Linked DNA regions of Sus scrofa: all the other regions are linked to region 2. A link is a contact called in public HiChIP or PLAC-seq data. All regions are on one chromosome and are shown on one strand. The core of a region is the stretch at or near the end of the contact, and the rest is flanking DNA. Distances in the headings are between cores, read along the strand shown. Region 1 overlaps RCBTB2 (RCC1 and BTB domain-containing protein 2). Region 2 holds the start of LPAR6 (lysophosphatidic acid receptor 6). Region 3 overlaps RCBTB2 (RCC1 and BTB domain-containing protein 2).

The links. HiChIP or PLAC-seq counts read pairs in DNA pulled down with a chosen protein or histone mark.
Region 1: an H3K27ac HiChIP or PLAC-seq map of alveolar macrophages shows a contact between it and region 2. The contact joins the enhancer-like site here to the promoter of LPAR6 in region 2. A contact is called at or near these places in 3 of 5 promoter capture datasets (fetal skeletal muscle and liver), 7 of 47 Hi-C or Micro-C datasets (embryonic fibroblasts, fibroblasts, heart right ventricle and 2 more) and 2 of 2 datasets of contacts at active chromatin or transcription factors (alveolar macrophages and skeletal muscle).
Region 3: a contact with region 2 is called in an H3K27ac HiChIP or PLAC-seq map of alveolar macrophages. The contact joins the enhancer-like site here to the promoter of LPAR6 in region 2. A contact is called at or near these places in 3 of 5 promoter capture datasets (fetal skeletal muscle and liver), 5 of 47 Hi-C or Micro-C datasets (embryonic fibroblasts, fetal skeletal muscle, heart right ventricle and 2 more) and 2 of 2 datasets of contacts at active chromatin or transcription factors (alveolar macrophages and skeletal muscle).

What each region holds. Positions count from the first base shown.
Region 1 is chr11:19,117,073-19,119,804 of Sscrofa11.1, reverse strand. All of the region lies in intron 3 of RCBTB2 (RCC1 and BTB domain-containing protein 2), which reads right to left. Among named protein-coding and RNA genes, the nearest start is that of RCBTB2, 37 kb to the right of the region's middle. Within about 2 kb of position 1,319, at least 39 of the 83 cell types and tissues checked have an H3K27ac peak or open chromatin away from gene starts, as enhancers often do. A contact at or near this core is called in alveolar macrophages, fetal skeletal muscle, liver and 2 more, where this site is marked.
Region 2 is chr11:19,214,811-19,217,697 of Sscrofa11.1, reverse strand. LPAR6 (lysophosphatidic acid receptor 6) reads right to left here and starts at 1,393. Exons shown (of 1, transcript XM_003482887.4): 1 at 1-1,393. The region is part of intron 17 of RB1 (RB transcriptional corepressor 1); the gene reads left to right.
Region 3 is chr11:19,093,604-19,096,461 of Sscrofa11.1, reverse strand. All of the region lies in intron 1 of RCBTB2 (RCC1 and BTB domain-containing protein 2), which reads right to left. Among named protein-coding and RNA genes, the nearest start is that of RCBTB2, 13 kb to the right of the region's middle. Within about 2 kb of position 1,556, at least 1 of the 83 cell types and tissues checked has an H3K27ac peak or open chromatin away from gene starts, as enhancers often do. A contact at or near this core is called in alveolar macrophages, where this site is marked.

The DNA.
Region 1 (2,732 bases), core at 70-2,569, 98 kb after region 2:
CAGATTCCCTAAAAGAAAACTTTAAAAATGAAAGAAAATGACAACAGCGGAAGAGGAGGACATGAGGTTCGCCTACTCCCACAAATACACTGAAATTCCATCTATATGTGGAACAATTCACAGAGAAAATTTTCTGAATGCCGACAAAAGACCCCAGGATTCTGACAGAACAAGAAAACTTCACAAAACTGAGCAGGACCGAAGAAAAAAGGAAAGAAAAAGAGAAATAAAGCAGGCCTGGACTCGTACCCCTAGGAAGCAGCTGGAAAAAGGAAAAACCCTCACCCCCTGGAAAGTACCCCACCAGCGAGGAAACCAGCCAGGACAGAGGGGGAACTCTGGAGGACCGGAGAAGAACACAACAACTGATGTAAAGCAGTTAAAGTGGAAGCATTCCTGTCACCGTCACTGGCCTGCATTTCCCAACCACAGGCTGGTGCAGCCAGCAGCCAGGAACTGAAACTCCAGCTTTGGAGATCAGACTCAGAGAGAGAGCTGGGTCTGGCTACACGGGGAAAAACTAGGATTAATAGCATGGAGACAGCCTGGAAGGACTAGAGTCTGGAAAGTCCACATCTGTGGCTGTAAGCTGAGGAAAGACGGTTGGACTTGGAAGATGTGCACCACTGCTGGGGGAGGCCTGGCAGGAAGGAGCAGGATCTACCACTGGAATCTTACCCTCTGCAAGTGCTCTCAGGCTGCAACACGCCAACTACTCCAGCTCCAGGATGTATCCTTGAGCAGCAGCTACTTAGCAATAGTTGGGGAGAAGCCCACAGCCCTTCAGGCTACAGAGAAAGTGGAGCAAGAATAGGGAACCCTTGGAGCAGGCAGAGGGAACTCGGGAATAACACAGGCCCCACGACAGCAGCCAGGCAGGGGAACACTGAAGCAATTGCTGCAAACAGTGCAGAAGGCTCAGGGAGTCATGCATGGCCTGGTATGTCGGCAAAGAGCCATGATCTGCATAGGGGGTGGCGAAAGTTATTTCGGAAACAGCACAAACCCTGGGCAATTGCAAGGGTCTGGGTCCTTCTGGGCAGTCAAAGAGCTGTGATCTGCCTAGGGGGCCAACAAAGTGAATTCGGAAACGGTGTGGATGGTTCCAGAGTCGCCAGGGGCCTTCCGGGTGGGCATAGAGTCACAATTTGCCTAGGGAGCAGAGAAAGTTATTTTGGAAACAGCACAAGTAATTCCGAGAGTCGCGAGGGGCCTGCTGGGTGGGCAGAGAGCTGCAAAAAGCCCACTGAACTGGCAAAGTTATTTCAGAAACACCACAAACAGTTCTGGGAGTCTCAAAGGCACAGTGAGCAGGCGGAGTGATCTCGAGAATAGCACAAGCTCCATGACCTCTGCCAACAATCAAGCAGGGCACTGCAGAAGCAGGGTTAAGTTGCACAGCTACTCAAAAGGGCTGAGAGGGCCCTGCTGGTGCACATTTTACTTTGCTGTGGCTACAGGAAGCACTCTGTTATCTGCCCAGTAAGGGAAGGGACTGCCAGAACACTGCAGGTCCTACAGCTACAGAGAGAGCTTTTGAGCAACATTTAGGGAGCAGCCCCCATCCTTAGGGCTACAGAGAAGACTCCCTAGACCAGCCAAACAAAGGGAGAGATTAAAGAAAGGCCCCTGCCCCCACTATAGGGAGCAGTCCCAAGGGGCTCCTTGACAAAGGGACGATCTAGAGGAGGGGCTGCTCAGGTGCCAACTACAGGACATCGTCCTGAGAGCTACCTAACAGCTAGACAGGTCTCAGGAGCCAGTGCTGCCCCCTGACCACAAAAGCAATCCTGTGAACCATCACCAACTCTCTCATAGGCCCCATTCCTAGCAGCCACCTGGCTCCAGAGGAGGTAGCATAATACCACTGCTCCTATCATGGGCTCTGAGAACACGTGAGCCACTACCACCCCGAGACCTCCAAGACTAGGCACCAGCTGCTGCGTCTACATACCTGCTGTCAAGGGGACAATAAATGCAGACAGTCAGACCTTACAAAACAAAGAAATAGCTTTCAGACAAAGAAACAAGACAAAAACACACAAAAAAACAAGTAAATAAAGAGGAGATAGGTAATCTAATTAAAAAAGAGTTCAGGGTGATGATAGTAAAGATGATCCAAGATCTCGGGGAAAAAATAGAGGCACAGATAGAGAAGTTACAAGAAATGTTTAACAAAGAGCTTAAAAGATTTAAAGAACAAGCAAACTAAGATGGATGACACAACATCTGAGATGAAAAACACACCAGAAGCAATCAACAGCGGGATAATGGAGGCAGAAGAATGAATAAGTGAGGTGGAAGACAGAATGACGGAAATCAATGCCAGAGGGGGAAAAAAAAGAAAATGAAAAGAACTGAAGAGCGTCTAAGAGACATCTGGGACAACATTAAATGTAACCACCAATACTACACCCAGCAAGGCTCTCATTCAGATTCAATGGAGAGAGCAAAAGCTTTTCAGACAAGAAAAAGCTAAGAGAATTCAGCACTTCCAAACCAGCTCTACAACTACTAAAGGAACTTCTCTAGGCAGAAAATAAAAAGCCACAATTAAAAACAAGAAAATTTCAAATGAGAAAACTCACTGGTATTGACCAAAATAATATAAATGCAGAAAATCACCCATTGACAAATATGGTATCAAAACTAGCAAGCATGAGAAGCAAAGACAAATGCAGACCCTGAAAATGAATTTGAAATTAAGAGAACTGCAACCCAAAACAATTCTG
Region 2 (2,887 bases), core at 144-2,643:
GTTTTAATTTTACAGAATGAAATTGTATCTTTTTAAACAAAATATTTTCCCCTAAATTGATTGAAATAAATTTTGTAAAATAAAAGTTACACTACTTGGCTAAATTTTAGGTTCCTGATTTTAATTCCCCCCGCCCTCACCTACTCCTCCTAATAATTTGACATTAATTATATATTGGAATGTAGGTCAGATTTTGTTTTCATTTAAAAGCTCATGTGAGTGGTTTCTCTGTGTTTAAAGTAGACTCATTTTTTAAAGCCCAAAGAAATTAGAAGGAAGTATGTGTGAGAAAGGGGTAGTTGAATGTAGATAGTATTTCCTCAAGGATTATGTTTTTTCTTATTCTAAATTACCATTTTTTTCAGAAAAGACTATAGTTTGGTTTAATGTTACTATTTTCTAGCTTGGTTCCATTTGAGCTGAAACTATTCCTTGCAGGTATCAATTAAGGAAATTTGGTGAATTTAAGAGCACTTTATTTTTCTTTCTCAGTTACTTAACTAATTTAAAACTGATATTTTAGGAGTTCCCATCATGGTGCAGTGGAAACGAATCTGACTAGGAACCATGAGGTTGCAAGTTTGGTCCCTGGCCTCATCTGTGACCTATACCACAGCTCATGGCAATGCCAGATCCTTAACCTACTGAGCAAGGCCAGAGATCCAACTGCATCCTCATGGATACTAGTCAGATTGTTTTCTGCTAAGCCATGACAGGAACTCCTCTGTTTTTTTTTTTCGAATTGGTTATTTCTAGCCTTGATGATAGTATCAGTTTTATTTTGTCCCTTCTTTATTCTCTCTGCTGTCTTTTTACTAACCCTGTCACTTTTATCTATGTGGTGGTTATAGTATCTTGTCTTATTTCTGGTCCTACCCTCTTTCAATTTCCCCTGCCAGACAGTCACAAATCAAGTCACAAATGATCAACTAAGTATTTATTTATACGCTCTTGCTTCCAAAAAGAATTTAAAGCAGATTATACTTTTAAAACTGTCAAACTGATGAAACTAAATATTTAAGATTTTAGAATTTTATTATATGAAATTATACCTACATTTTAAAAGTTAAAAAGAAAGTGTGGAACAGTTAATATTTTTAGATGTGAGAAATGTGCGAGATATTATTCTAAACATTACTCATATCCATTCTAAAAATCACGCATTTTTAATGTAATACATGTTTGCAAAAAGCAAAAAATAAAAACCTGTGACGATTACACATTAAAAAAGCTTTTCCTCTACAAAAGACCTTTCCTTTCCAAAACACAAGTAAGATACCATGTCTTTTTATTATAAAATTAATCAAGGAGGAATTTTCACAACTGTAAAGTATTCTCTCATTAAAGGTTTTGATGGCCATAATTGGAGTTGTACTTAACATTGAGAATATGAGATAATGTAAAAAAAAAAAAAATTTGAATGAGAGTGTAGTGAAATAACTATGTTCACATTTAAAACAAAGTGTGGAACAGTGAAATTTTAAAATAGAAGAACAGTGTTCTGAATTTATTTTATTCATTTTGAAAGCAGCACACGTTTGCCCTGATGAGAAGTGATTCTTCAGGGTCTTTTTCCATCTCAAATTTATAGCTATGGACGTTCCCATCGTGGCGCAGTGGGAACAAATCTGACTAGGAACCATGAGGTTGTGGGTTCGATCCCTGGCCTCGCTCAGTGGGTTAAGGATCCGGCGTTGCTGTGAGCTGTGTGTAGGTCGCAGACACGGTTGGGATCTGACATTGCTGTGGCTCTGGTGTAGGCTGGCAGCAATAGCTCTAATTAGACCCCTAGCCTGGGAACCTCCATATGCCATGGGTGCAGCCCTATAAAGACAAAAGACCAAAAAAAAAAAAAAAAAAAAAAATTACAGCTATGAAAAAAGCCGGAGTTGGAGTTCTCTTGTGGTGCAGTGGATTAAGGATGTAGCATTGTCACTGCAGCAGCTTGGGTCACTGCTTGGGTGTGGCTTTGATCCCTGCCCCTGGGAACTTCCACACATCATGGATGTGGCAAAAAAAAAAAAAGCCAAAATCTTCTCGTTTTAGATTCTTCTGAAGCCTGTTACAGTAATTTTTTTCTTTTAAAAAATTATTTTTTTATTTATGTATAGTTGATTTACAGTGCTGTATGATAAATTTTCTATTTAAGTTTAGAAACAAAACTTTCTCAGTTTGAGAATAGAACATGTATAATTTATATTGATAGAATATATTTATTTTATGTCCAAATATCTTTTAACCTAATAGGAAAATTTATTAAATTGTAGACAAATTTAGTATTACTAAATGGGGATCATTACCGTTCTGTCATTACCTAAAAGTGATTTACCTTTTTGTCATTACTGCAAATGCAACTCTTTACTAGAGCCTGAGTTCGGGGGGTTGAACCAGCTGGTGGGGTTGGGTGGGAGTAGAAGAAGAAAGATTTCAAAGGTAATGTATGATGATTTATAGCAAAGTAAAAGCAGACAAGAATGGTGATTGAAGCAGCTTCAAGCAAAGAGGTAAAGGAAGTGCAGAGGAGCAGGAAGGCTGTGGTGGTGTAAGACCTAGAACTTGAGGGAGGGTATTCATCACTTCCAGCACTTCCCTTGTCCCTTCCTCCTTTTTTCCTGTCTCTGCCTGCTTCCTGCTCCTTCATCTGCCCCTCTTAAAATCTTACTTCATTTTTGTGTGGAGGAGACCTCCCAATCTCATCAGTTCCTTTTTTGTACTTCTTCAGACCTTGTTAAAATGTCTGGCTTTTAGGACATACAATCCGGTTAGGAGTAGAAAACAAAGAAATAATTGCAGTGTAGAGTGTAACAGTAGATGTTTGTACAACATGGAGATAAGGGCCTCCAGAGGAGATAATGTCTAGAGAAAGCTAGCCTTTAAAGCTGGATCA
Region 3 (2,858 bases), core at 307-2,806, 120 kb after region 2:
TTACCTCGCAGCCTTCAGCCCCTTTGGTTGCTTCTGTTACGCAGAGCAATCTCGCTACCATCTTTAATCCAAGCATCTCTTTGAAGCTCTGATGTCTATTCTAGGTAGTTTTTCTTTAAAACTAATACCAAAGTATCCATTTTATTTTACATATTACCAGATCTCAAGCCTCTAATCCTTAAGGCTTAACTTTCTAGTCAAGTGAAATGAAGTCTGCAATTCACACCTCCTATGCCCAAGGCGAGCCACCAGCCACCAGCTGCCATAGGAGCAATGAAAGTGTTCACACACTTGTAAGTGAAGAGAGAGGGGTCAGAGACAAAGACACTTGGCCATTCCTTAGACCGAGCCTTTATCAGTTTACCGATTCAGCTGCATGGAAGGGTGAAATGGAGCACAACAGCCAAGAAAGGGCTACATCCATGCATTCACACCTTTTACTCTGCAGGGGTTCTGCCCAAGATTAAACACAACCCAGTCAATGTTTGGGAGTCAAGTTAGTATTCCCCCATTTGGAGGAGAAGAGGGGGAGGAAGGCAGTGTGGCAGAAGCTACTGGTTGTTGCCACAACATCAGTTCTTTTCTTCTCAGTAATAGACACCCCCACATTTAGATGGGTGTGAAGCACCTAGAATAGAAGCTACATTTACCAGCTGGCGTTGAAGCTAGATGCAGCATATGGCTAAGCTCTGGACAATGAGATGTAAGCATAAGATGGTGTGTGCAACTTCGGGAACGTGTCCTTAGAGGTGGAGGATATATCTTCTCTTCCACTTTTCCTCCTTCTCATTGGCCGGCATGTGGATGTGATGGCAGGATCTAGGGCAGCCTCTTGGACCACAAGATGGACGTCCCATTTGGAGGACGGCAGAGCAACAGATTAGAAGGAGACTGGGTGTCTGACAACTGGAGAGTTGCCAGCTTCTGTCTTCTTACAAACCATCTGCACATTGTAGCTGAACCTATTTTAACTGATGCCAGAGGAGATATCACCCCCTCTATTGAAATCATAGCAAGAAGGCCTTGAACTCTATGCTGAGCAGTTTAGATTTGGGGGTTATATATAATGGGGAACAAGTAATGGATTTTAGATTTGCAAACAAATAAAATTCGTTCACATTGGTGGCACTATTGTATTTTCCCTTAACGTCACTAAGGACTAGAGCACAACTTTTTAAAATTTCATGCATGGGTCACTAACCACATGAACAAAGAAAAGAAGAGGAACAACAGAGTAAGTTTGTCAATCTTAATTTTCACTTAAAACAATTTAGTATTCTAGGAAGTACATAGGACTTCCGAGAAAGGAGTGGAGAATGTTGAAATAAAATTTTTCAGTTGATACCATCTCTCTTTTTCTAGCTCTGGAGATTTTTTTTTCTTTTGCCTTCTGCATAAAATTATTTACTGTCTTCTCTTTGGATTAACAGCCAGTAATGGATCACCAAGAAAATCAGAAATAAACTGAAATCAAAGGAACTATAATGGTACAGTGGATATTTTAAATTTTGGGCTGCCCGGGGTCTATTTTCTTATGTAAAGCACTGTGGTTTCCCTTTTGGGGAACTGCTACTTTCAGTATGAGCAGAAAATCATATGATTGTCAACAAATTCTTTTGTTATCTTCAGAAAGACCTCAATTTTTTAGAAAACTTTCTAGTTATTGTTGCGAATAGATATTCTATCTTAAGGAAGTTGATGTTTACTTGAATGTGCTTGCAGTTATATCATACATCCTATAGCATGGCCTTTTCACTTAATATTTTGTTTTTGAGATTTACCCATGGCGAATCATCTCGATCTAGCTCACCTGGCTCCTATATAATACGGAGTTTTATAAATTTATTAAGTTGAACCATATCGAAATGGTTGAATCGCAGCAATTTCATATGGTTCCTATGGATCATATCACAATGATCTATTTTCCAATTGATGAACATTTAAGTTATTTTCAATATTTCATTATTGCAAGCACTGATGTGATGAAAACCCATTTACACATCTCCTAAGTACTGTGCAAAATTTTCTCTAGGTTATACACTGAAAATTAGAATTGCTGGATTTTAGGGCATGTGTAACTTCCGTTTTATCAGACAGTGCCCAGTTATTTCTCAAATCATTTGTTTGTATCAGTTTCCACTTGCCAACGCTGTACAAGAATTTCCTCATCCAGACCAACACGTGGTATCAGAAATCTTGCCAATCTGATGGGTCTGAAAAGATATACCCTTGTTTTAATTTGCATTGCCTTGATTACTGATCAGTTTGAACATCTTTTTGTACTCATATTCATGCATTTTTTGAACATACTCTTTATATCATTCCCAGTTAGCTAATGGTTATTTGACTTTTCCTCCCATTTTGTAGAAGTTTTTCATATAGTTTGACTATTGCATTATGGTTAGACGTGTTGTATCTTCTCTGAAGCACTGGCTTGTCTTTCAGAATCTTTTGTTTCGAAGAGGTTTTAAATTAGAAAATATTCAAATTTGACTGTATTTCCTTTATGACCTGTGATTTTCGAGTCTTGTATGGGAATTCATTCTACCCTGTGGTCACAAAGACATTATTCCACATTATCTCCTATAAATTTTCAAGGGTTAGTTTTCACATTTGAGTCTTTAATTCATCTGGAATTGAGCATGCATATGGTACAAGATGAAGGTCTAACCTTTTCCCTATGATAACATTCTGTTTCTGCATCATTTATTGAATAGCAATCTTGTCTACACAGAGTTGCGATGACATTTCCGTTATCTTCTAAATGTCCACACTTGCCAAGCTTCTTTTCTGTACTTCTTTTCCTGGTTAATTGGTCTCTTTTTTTTTTTTTTTTTTTTTTTTTTTTTGCCTTTGTC